Linked DNA regions of Mus musculus: regions 1 and 3 are each linked to region 2. Evidence: chromatin contacts called from public Hi-C and HiChIP or PLAC-seq data. All regions are on one chromosome and are shown on one strand. Each heading gives the region's core, a stretch centred on a gene start, on an enhancer-like site or on the middle of the called end of the contact. The rest is flanking DNA. Distances are from core to core; before and after follow the strand shown.

Region 1 (3,179 bases), core at 541-3,040, 230 kb after region 2:
GTCTGGAATCTACATAAGAAATGGCACTTAGCAATAAAATTCAGGAGATTAAAAACCAGGACACTGATGTTGGATAAGATGTCTTTGAAGATAGTTCTCCATGCCTGAGAAGTGGCTTCATCTTTCACAAGTCACAGAACAGCCTTTAAATGCAAAGTCCAGTGTTCAAGGTAAATTTCCCACAATAACATTGCATATGCTCTAGAGCATCTTGGTTGACAAGAGAAGGGAGCTCTAGATCCAGCAGGAAAACTGTGGTCAGCCTCTAAACTTTAAGTAAACTACTGTATGCTACTTATCCTTCAGGACTCATAGTCTATGTTATCTGTCAGAGTTTACTGCTGTTCACTGAAAAATATATCACAGTAGCATGGAATATTTGAAGAATAAACTCAGTTTAAGTGTGAAAAATGTTTGACTAATAGACCTATTCACTAATGGACAGTCTTGTTTAACACTGGATATTAATATTTAACTTTCAATTTTGGCTTTTTTTTTTGTACATGCAAACATTGAGAGATAGTTGTTTTCAAGTTAATTTATCTGTGGTATTTTGAAAGCCTTTCAAGTAGAATTGTATATACTGAGAAAATGAAGTATTTATTACTTTGAAATTTTTCTCTCTTGATGAGCCAGACTAAAGAAACACTTAATGTTTGTGTTCAGCAAAACTAGTGTCGTGTATGATGCCAAACACATGGCTGAAACTGGCTGATGTAACTAGTCATCCATGGATAACCAGTGTCATGGAAAGTGAAAAATAAAATGAGTGTTTCAACTTGTCAGATAAATGTTTTTCTGAAAACAAACATCACCCCTTTTATGCTCTTAGGTTCTCAGAGTTAAAGAAAACACAATTTAGGAACATAATCTAGTGAGCCATGTGTAAAATATGGCTTGTTACTTTATAGAAATGAGAATTTACATTAAAAGATTATATATAAAAATGTGAATGAACCTCTTAGGTTTTTATGATACTACTGGCTTAAAGGAGAAGTAGGCAGAATTATGAATTTAAAAAGAATTTATAACCTGAAACATAATTCTAACATAATATGTAGAGCTGGAGAGAGTGCTCTGAGGTTTAGAGCATATACTGCTCCTGCAAGGGGTGTGAATTCAGTTCCTAGCCCCCAGCTCATAACCACTTCTAAGTTTATCTTCAGAGAACTTGGCACCTTCTTCTGACCTCTTCAGTAATCTGCACTCACCTACAGAGAATTGTTTTTAAGGTAATTTGCAATATAGGTTTAAATTTAAGGTAAATCACGTTGCATATTTTAACCAATGTTTTTAAATTCTAAGTCATCTTTTCTAACATGTGACATGAATGCATTGACCTGATTTTTGCGGTGAGTGATGTTTAGTCTTAAGGAGAATGTATGGGTTTGACTTCAATATAAAGTAGATCCCCCTTTACTACAGAGGATATTCTAAGACTTATAGGAGAGACCTAAAACCAAAAACAGAACCCCAAATTCTGTACATATCCCCCTGTATCCAGATCTGAGATATCTATTGATAAATTAGGTATAATAAGAGATTAATGATAATAATTAACTCAGCAATAATAGCAATGTACTCTAATTATGGGGATGTGTTCCGTCTTGAGAGAAGGAATAGAAAAGTAGTGTATGGAGACCATGGGTGACCACAAGTCGTTGAGACTAAGCAAGGTTAAAGAGAACGGTGGCTGCTAAAAGGCAAAAGTTTTGGTTACCAAGTCTTTCCTTAAACCTTCAGTGTTTCCCAGGAGCTGTCTGCTGTGATCTTGAAGGATTCTAAAACTCCTGGACTTGTGGGTAATTCTGAAGTTCAACTGGCCCCTGGAATTGTGGGTAATAAGAGCATTGCTGTAGTGCTGCTCCATAAAGCTTGAGCTTAAATATGTCTACTTTACATTGAAATCAAACCCAACGTCTGATTGATTCTGTTTGATTCTGACCTTTTATATGTATGTTCTATTTTATTTCCTCAAATATTACTTATCCTGGAAGTATTCTCCCTTCTGTCACTAGAAGACTAAAAAAAAAAAAAAAAAAAAAAAAAATTATAGTTGGATTAAAACAATGTATCGATACAAATCAGTATTCTTTGTAATCACTTCAAATAATAATTTGAAATCAACAACATTCCTTGGCAAGCTCTAGAGTTCTTATTTTAGAATTGTTTTTTAATATGTTGATACAAATGAAAAAGTATATGTTTGTGCATGCGTGTGTGTGTGTGTGTGTGTGTACTTACCACTGGGAAAAATGGGATTTGGGGTGGTTTGTCTGTAGTTCTCTACAAACCGTGTGCATCATTGATGACATCTGTCACCTAAAAGTCACCCTTCCCTTAACATTGATTTCAACGTGTCATTTCACATTTTTCAAAGAAGGGAATGTGGAAATATGGAGGAAGTTGCCCGAGTAAACACATAACACTGCTTCCCTTAGAAGTAAGAATAAGTTACATTTTATTTTTAAAGTTGGCTACTTTAGAGATAAAGTGAGGGGACCTGAAATATGTATAAAGACAGCATTTAGGTCAGAGGGCTACTTTAGCCAAACAAAGTATGTCACAGAGAGTGGAGGATCATGTGATACTATAATCAAAGGGATTAATTATGGCTACAAATGCAAATGGAAAGGACTTTTCATGAATGAAATCAAAGAAGTTACTGTTGATCAGATTATCAAAAATTTTGCATAGAAAATCCAGCCAATACTGCCACTACCAGAGGACTGAGGTATTTTAAAGCTACCTCCTGAGGGGTGCATCCAGGTTCACTGTGGATAAAGACAGGAAGGATAGCATGACCCCTGTGATGTCTGGACCTATAGGATGTAGTGAAATGTTTACTTTAGAACAAGAGGAGACAAGACATCGGGTCTCCATGGGAGTACAGGCCACTGTCTGTTTTAAACAGGGTTTCAGAATTGCAGGCTTAGCCATCCAACGGTAATGGCTCCTCTTGACAAGGAATATGTGTCTGTCTTTGAGCCCTTGAGTGCACCTGAGTCTGTCCAAGGATCCCTGTGATGATGATGTCAGGGCCATGACAACCCAGGCAGGCACTCCTGGGAGCTGGAGGTGCTATCTAGGCATTGAAGTATTGCACTCAGGTAGTAAATGTGATCATTTTAGGAGCAAGTTCACAAGTGATCAAGTGGCAAGAACCACATCCTGTGTAA
Region 2 (3,602 bases), core at 154-2,653:
TAGATGTACAGAAGCCATAGATCTAAAGTAGGAGCTTAGACATGCCTTTAGGAGGGTTCCCGATGACAAGTGGATGTTAGCTCTGGATTCTCACCAGCTCTTTACGAGAGTTACTGTCTATTACTACGAAATGAAAATATTGTAGCTTCTATGTGGCATCTTAAAGATGGATACATCTTAACTATAAATTAAAAAGAAAACTAAGCCATCCATATAACAACCATATGCACTGCAGTATGGAAATAGATGTATAAATGGCTTAGTAGTCCAATACTGTACAGAATTTCACTCAGTGTAAGGGTCTGAAATATTATATACATTTTGGTGAACTGGAAACTCACAAAGCATTATCTCAGTTGGCTTAATTGGTGCATCCTGTAAAATTAGTAAATACATTTTTTTTTTTTTGCAAACAAACTGTCGGATTTCAGTTTTAAAGCTTTTTTTTTTTTCCCTTAAAAATATTTAGATGAGTTGTCCAAGGCTTTAATCCCAGCACTTGACAGACAGGGGCAGGTGCATCTCTGAATCTGAGACCATAGTGAGATCCTATTTCAAACTGACTACACACACACACACACACACACACACACACACACACACACACGCACGGGCACACATGCGGTGGCCCATTCAGAAGTTCAAGATGGAATACTTTATGGTGTAGGCTTGCTCTTTCCTTGAGTGCATCCTGATGCCAGGGTACACTAATACAAAGGGTATCCTGGGTGCCACCTAAAACCTGTGAAGTTGTTTTTCCAGGCCCTACTGAGAACCAGTGGCCTTTTCAATAACAACCTGTTATGGAGTGGCCATGGGAAGCCCTGTGACAGAGGGTAGAACACTGCTTTGTTGAGTTAAAAGGAAGAAGCCACCATGACTGATAAGCAGAAATCTTTACAGACATTCCATTCCCTTTTAATAATGTCCCTTGGTTATAGGGACAGCTTCCAACCAGTGGAGTGATTTCAGAAACATTTCAGTGGAATTGGGACAGCTTTAGTCTATCATCCCCTGCTCCCTGCACAGCTGCCTTCCGGGAAGTTCCTTCCTAATGTGCAAGCCAGCGTGAGGTTCCCCGTGGGCAACTTCAGTTCCCTAGTAGTTAGCACCATGACCTTGGGACAGTCTGGGATCACCTGGACCCAGGGCAGCTGCATATAATTTTGCCAGAACCTTCTGAGGAGTCAAAGTTTCTAGCTTTCTTGGCAATAATGTTTTCCATCTGGAGGGATTTCACAGACCCCAGAGTGCCTTGGTATCAATTACTTCCTTAATGCTAAAGAAGTTTGGATAACTCCTGCTAGAGGCCCTATTCCCTTGACAGAGGAAGCACAGAACACAGGTTCTTCCAACCAAGGACCCTTTAAAGGCCCAGGCCTGGGAAGGGGTGGGGACTGCCCTTTCTCACCCACCCTTGGGCGGTGGCAGGGCAGAGCTGGGGAGCACTGTCTCCTCCTCTTTCCCCTGCAGCTGCTCATTTCAGCTGGGTGGACCCGAGGCTGCAACTCCGTGGGCTCCGGGAGGAGTGGATCTGCTCCGGCCAGGATGCCTGCGGCCACCGCCGGGATCCTCTTGCTCCTGCTCTTGGGGACGCTCGAAGGCTCCCAGACTCAGCGGCGACAGTCCCAAGCGCATCAACAGAGAGGTACAGTCCAGGGCGCCCTTTCCCTGGAGCGCTGCTCCTAACAGGCTTCAGCTAGAGAGAAAGAATTGCTGGTTGGGGACCACTTTCTCGCTTTACTTTAGGGTGTGCTCTTCCAGGCGCAAGGGACTGAACTCCTGCAAATTAAGAGTAAGACCCCCCCGAGAGAGCTGTGCGGGGCACAAGGAACACCAAACTGCTCACTAAATCCTGGAAACTGGTCTACGGAAAACTAGTTCTAAAGTTCCCAAGGCAGACTTTTTTATCTTTTCTTCTTTCCAATTGAGAGAAAAACGTTTCATCAAATTAGATTCCGTTCCTGCAGAGGAAAGCTCTCACTCCCACCCCCACCCCCATCCCTGGCGAGCAGCTGTAGTTGAGCTTAGTAACTTTGAGTTAAGTAATTGTTTTCTTTTAACTTTAAGAATCCTGTTTCCAATTATTTACATAAAATAGTTAAGTATGTGGCTAACACCTCCACTCACATTTGTGAAACCTCCTCTCACTCAAAATAGACTAGACTTCTGTTTATTCTCAGACTCCAGTGGTCACAAACACATCTCAGGGGCTTTGAGGGACAACTGTATTCAATGCAGCTAAATTATTCTTATCAGAGCATTCTATTGTTTTTGTGCATACATTTCTGAAAAGCTTGGGAGTCTTTAAAGAGTTAGCAGAGATTTTTACAAGATGCATGCACAGCACCAAGAAACATAATTTGTAACACATTCTTCCAGCAAGCATTTTCCAAAGATGAAAAACCTGAATCAAAATAAAAAGTATTTCAGAAATATGTTAACTTTGTTTCAACGGGTTTGTCCTCAAAAGTGCAAAATCTAGAAGAAAAAGCTTTAGGAAGTTGGATGAGGCTGTATCTGGTAGAGTAGTTTTTCTTGTTTAAAATTAACTGAAACTATGTTAGTAGTTCTCATGTTTAGTAGTTCTCATGTTTGTTCTTGATTTAGACCAGCCCTTCACACAGGACTGTTTAAGAGGATATAACAGATAGCATAAGCCCCTCACCATAATCTTTGATTATACTTCCTAGAATAAAAATGACTCCCAGTTTCTCCAGATAACCTTCTATTTTTGCAGAGGTGAAATCGGGTCAGTGTGGTGCAAATAATAGAATTACTGAGACTGCTTTGGAGAAATATCCTTGGCTGTTAGTTTGAAAACAAAAAGTGCCACATTTAACGTTTGTCCTTTCTTCTATTGTGATTAACAATAGGTGATTCTTTAATTCTACTGGGTAGCTGGGAGAGATAGGCTAGGTCTTTCTTTGCACTGCTCTCTACTTCCAATAAGGCCAAAGATTGCATTCTAGAGTATAGTCCTGTACTGAGTTACTGAGAATTCTCTTTCATGTGTGTGTTCTTCCCCGTGCTCTTTTTTTTTTTTTTTTACATTTATTTATTTATTTGTAGTGGGGATATACAAATGATGTGGTGAATGTGTGTGGTCAGAGATCAGTTTGGAAAAGTCAGAACTCTTTTCGCCCTCTGAGTTCTAGATATACAAACATGACATTAAGCTTGGGCAAATACCCTTAGTCAAGGAGCCATCTCCTCTCTCCCCTGGGCTCTGTGACTGTCTTTGTTACAGTCATTTGCAGTGTGTTTGAAGAGTGGGTCTAGGATAAGTGATTTAAATTTATTAATAATAAAAAGTATATTTAAAATACATTTATGATGGCTTAAATTAGTGTAGCACCTTATAATTTAATGTTCTTATACAGAAGCCATATACCCTTGGACCAGAAGATCTATTTTCATCTCTGTTGTTATTATTCCCACAGGGCTAACTTAAAACCTAAGGCTTGGAGTACTAGCCAAGGAAGTTCACATAACTGATGAGAATATTGTTTTCAGAAACTAAAAGTATGCCAAGTACAGTTCATGTTCACATTCCCTTTTCTTGGGGCTATGGTCTCTTTCTTTTCCTTTTAGAAGTATGT
Region 3 (3,290 bases), core at 92-2,591, 210 kb after region 2:
GTCTTCACATGTATGCTAGACTATCCAGAGCTGTGATATTTCCTATGAGAGTTTCTCCTCAGAGATTCTATTCAACACACTGAACAAATCCCAGATCTTTATGTGAGATATTTAAATGCCATCATACCTACAGAGTGACGTTGCAGCTAATCACAGCATAAATCAATTGATCTAGAAAAATATGGTAGATCTGAAACATTCCTAATGTCTAGTGACTTTTTGGCTGCCATAACACCTTTGCATGGCACATTTCTCATGTTTCTGGTAATGTGGTATAAATAGACTGTGCTGTCCATTGTACAAACACATGTTATGTTCAGTTGCACACATCACAATGCACTCAGTGGTAAGAGTAAGTGAGGACTTGTGTCTGAATGCTTTTCAAGCCCTTCTGCATTATTTTAAGGTACACTTTTTCAGGTTATTAAAAAGCAGCTATCTGCACAAAAATGCACCACACTTCATGGAATCTGTGCTTTCTGTTTCTCTCAACTATGTTTGATTGAGTCTGACGAAATATGTCAAATATGTTGGTTCATTCTTCATGGACTTAGAAGCAGCAAGCTATCACATACACAAATGTGCACATACACACACACACAACACACACACACACACACACACACAGAGAGAGAGAGAGAGAGAGAGAGACTTCTTATACACACAGCCTCATATACACAAATACCAGCTATACACATACAAACACACTGGGCATACGGCTATAACACCATCTACAAATGTGTTTCCTCCTGCATGCCTCTGTGTTAAGTACAAATGCTGGCATAATCAAACAACAAGAATGCAATCAAACAAATAAGCAGGGGGAAACATTACCTGCACCAACATGGAGGTTTCTTGAATTTCTTTCCTACAGAACCTCTGTTATAAAGCTTGCCAGGGCTCTCTGGTGTCTCTGTGGGACCACCTAGGAGGAGCCAGGAAGGTCAGCTCTCCTTTGGCTGAAGGCACACATTCAGGCATGAGAAAGAGATGGTTTAGGACATTTTAAAAATAGAATGGGTAATTTTCAGCCAGATGATATCTCTATCAGCAAAAGAAACAAAGGCTGAATGAGAAGAGGGATCTGGTGCTGCTGTGAACCAATGTTTGTTTTCACAGAAAGCAAGCGATGTCCCCATGTCTTTTAAAAGTAAAAAATTGGAAGTATATCAAATCTGGATAAGTAGGATATTTTTATTTTCTAAATTAAAGGACTTATATATAATAGGATAGATGTAAGCTAGTGTTAGATAGATTTAAAGTGTGACATAAGCCAAACCAAACAGCATACAGATATTCTGGTCTGGAAGAGGAATGGTAAGTAATTTTGAAAATCAAGGTCTGTACAACTGTGTCCAAAACTCACAGCTGCAGAGAGGGAAGTAAACAAGTCCTGTGAGAAGGCTGCATGATTAAGGACAGCCAAAGACTCAAAACTATTGAAATTCCTGCTTCCATTGGTGTGTTTATAATTCATGCAAGTCCCCTAGGAGAAAGTATGAAAGGACGTTTGCGGAAATAGGAACAAAAGTCATCTATGCTTGTTTGTTCATTAGATTAGATCAGACAGTGAATCAACTCTTGTGTTTGCTTTATAAAGGTATCCCTAAAGTCTCTATATAGGCATTGTCTTTCTATGGAGCATCAGGTATTTTACAGTCATCTCTGTGTAAGAATTACATTGACAGCTGCTAAGTTCCATGAACAGGGGAACCATGGTTCATGCCTGCATTCACTTCTCCCAGTTTATATTGTTACATAGTTGTGTGTAGGGACTCTCATGCAGACTTCCATCTCTGTTAAGTCACTCATAGAAATAGAAGGTGGAGCCAGTTAGACAGTCATGAAGCAGCTAGCTTTCCAGCTTCTATTAAGTCAGCAACAGGGAGAGAACCCTGGACTTTTGCAGTATTTGTGTGTGCCATTCACTCACTTACTTGTTAATGTCCCACAAAAACCCAGCAGAGTCAGTGGTAAAGGGGTAAGATTTCCTTCTGGACACTAATCTGGGCAGCATATAAGAATATTCATAGGCAGCATATAAGAATATTCATAAGCACAAATTATTTGCATAATATTTTTATATACATCTCAGGTACCTAAGAGGAGTTCTCTTAAACAAAAAAAAAATCACACTACAGTAAAATGTGCTTTGGTGGACCCTGATCATTGTCCTCGAAAGGGCATTATTTTTTTCCACATAGGAAACAACATAGCAATACTCTCAGGTCCTTGTAGAGATCTGTCTGTACACGTGCACTAAAACAGCAGAGTAATAATCACCCTTCTGCAACCGAGCAGCCCCTCACCCCAGTCACCAAATTGCTGTCTCTATTTTTATTTCTCTTTGGAAATTATTCCTCAGTTTGGTTTTCTTTTGTCACTGGCCTTCTGGATGATCATTTTGCAACATCTGGATACTTTCATATGAACATCTGGAGTGGAATTTTTTTTTTAACTCTCTGATACATACAGACTACTTCTTGAAGAAATCTATTTTCCCAGATGTTATTAAGACATGGTTAAGCAAATGTAACAGCGTATAAAATTCCATAGGAAGCACAAACCATATTTAATCTAAAATCACATGAGTGATTTTCTTGCCCATTATCTTTTGGCCTGGAATAAATAGTTAAAATATGTACATCAGGGGCAATTGAGGTGTCACAGGTCGTGTCCTTCAGTTGGGAGCCTTTGAGATCAGGCTTGTTTGGATTCTGGGTCTGGCAGTCAGTAACTCTGTAACCTTGAGCAACTCTCTAAAGGTCAGCTTCCTTACTTCAAGATTTGAAGTAAGAATAAAAGTCTTCCAGGCCAGTTGTATTAAATGAGATGATTTAAACAATGTGTCTGGCTCAAAGTGCAGATTTGATAAACAACAACTGGCATGAGTGTTTGTCACAATATGCTACAGAACACAATTTAAGAGTTCTTTTCTTGACCACCAGTGAATTCTATGCATATAATTAGTAGTTTGGTCTTTGCATAAAGTTTTCCAAGGAATGCATGTTTTGAGAGTTGCAATAGAATCTTGTCTGCTTATCTATTGCTCTTTAAGCGGGGGAGAAGGAAGGAATGTAGCAGTTGTCTTTATTTGTTATAGGGAAGTTAGGGGATGCCTGTATCCCAAGCTCTTGGGGTACAGACTAAGAACTGTATTTACAGTGAGGAGTGGAGCTGGATGTCATCTCATTCTTAGCCAAATGATGAGTTACTGGAAATTGACAGCTGCTTGGAGAAAGAGAGGCAGTTTTCTGTAAGAGTGTAGCCCCTGTTAGGTCAATCAAGCT

Evidence for each region. A called contact is a pair of places that touch in the nucleus more often than the background predicts. HiChIP or PLAC-seq counts read pairs in DNA pulled down with a chosen protein or histone mark.
Region 1: an H3K27ac HiChIP or PLAC-seq map of heart atrium shows a contact between it and region 2, with 3 times the contacts expected there. The contact joins the promoter of 4930579H20Rik here to the promoter of Lama2 in region 2. A contact is called at or near these places in 1 of 484 Hi-C or Micro-C datasets (forebrain), 3 of 115 datasets of contacts at active chromatin or transcription factors (astrocytes, fibro-adipogenic progenitors and heart atrium) and 2 of 9 other capture datasets (adipose tissue and liver).
Region 3: a contact with region 2 is called in a Hi-C map of uterus. The contact joins the enhancer-like site here to the promoter of Lama2 in region 2. A contact is called at or near these places in 1 of 484 Hi-C or Micro-C datasets (uterus), 2 of 115 datasets of contacts at active chromatin or transcription factors (fibro-adipogenic progenitors and heart atrium) and 1 of 9 other capture datasets (adipose tissue).

Annotation. Positions count from the first base shown.
Region 1 is chr10:27,388,477-27,391,655 of GRCm38.p6, reverse strand. It overlaps 4930579H20Rik (RIKEN cDNA 4930579H20 gene), which reads right to left and starts at 1,790. Exons shown (of 5, transcript NR_131034.1): 1 at 1,721-1,790. All of the region lies in intron 4 of Lama2 (laminin, alpha 2), which reads left to right.
Region 2 is chr10:27,614,743-27,618,344 of GRCm38.p6, reverse strand. It overlaps Lama2 (laminin, alpha 2), which reads left to right and starts at 1,403. Exons shown (of 65, transcript NM_008481.2): 1 at 1,403-1,648. The coding sequence starts at 1,549.
Region 3 is chr10:27,408,487-27,411,776 of GRCm38.p6, reverse strand. The region is part of intron 4 of Lama2 (laminin, alpha 2); the gene reads left to right. Among named protein-coding and RNA genes, the nearest start is that of 4930579H20Rik, 20 kb to the right of the region's middle. Within about 2 kb of position 1,341, at least 18 of the 459 cell types and tissues checked have an H3K27ac peak or open chromatin away from gene starts, as enhancers often do. A contact at or near this core is called in uterus, where this site is marked.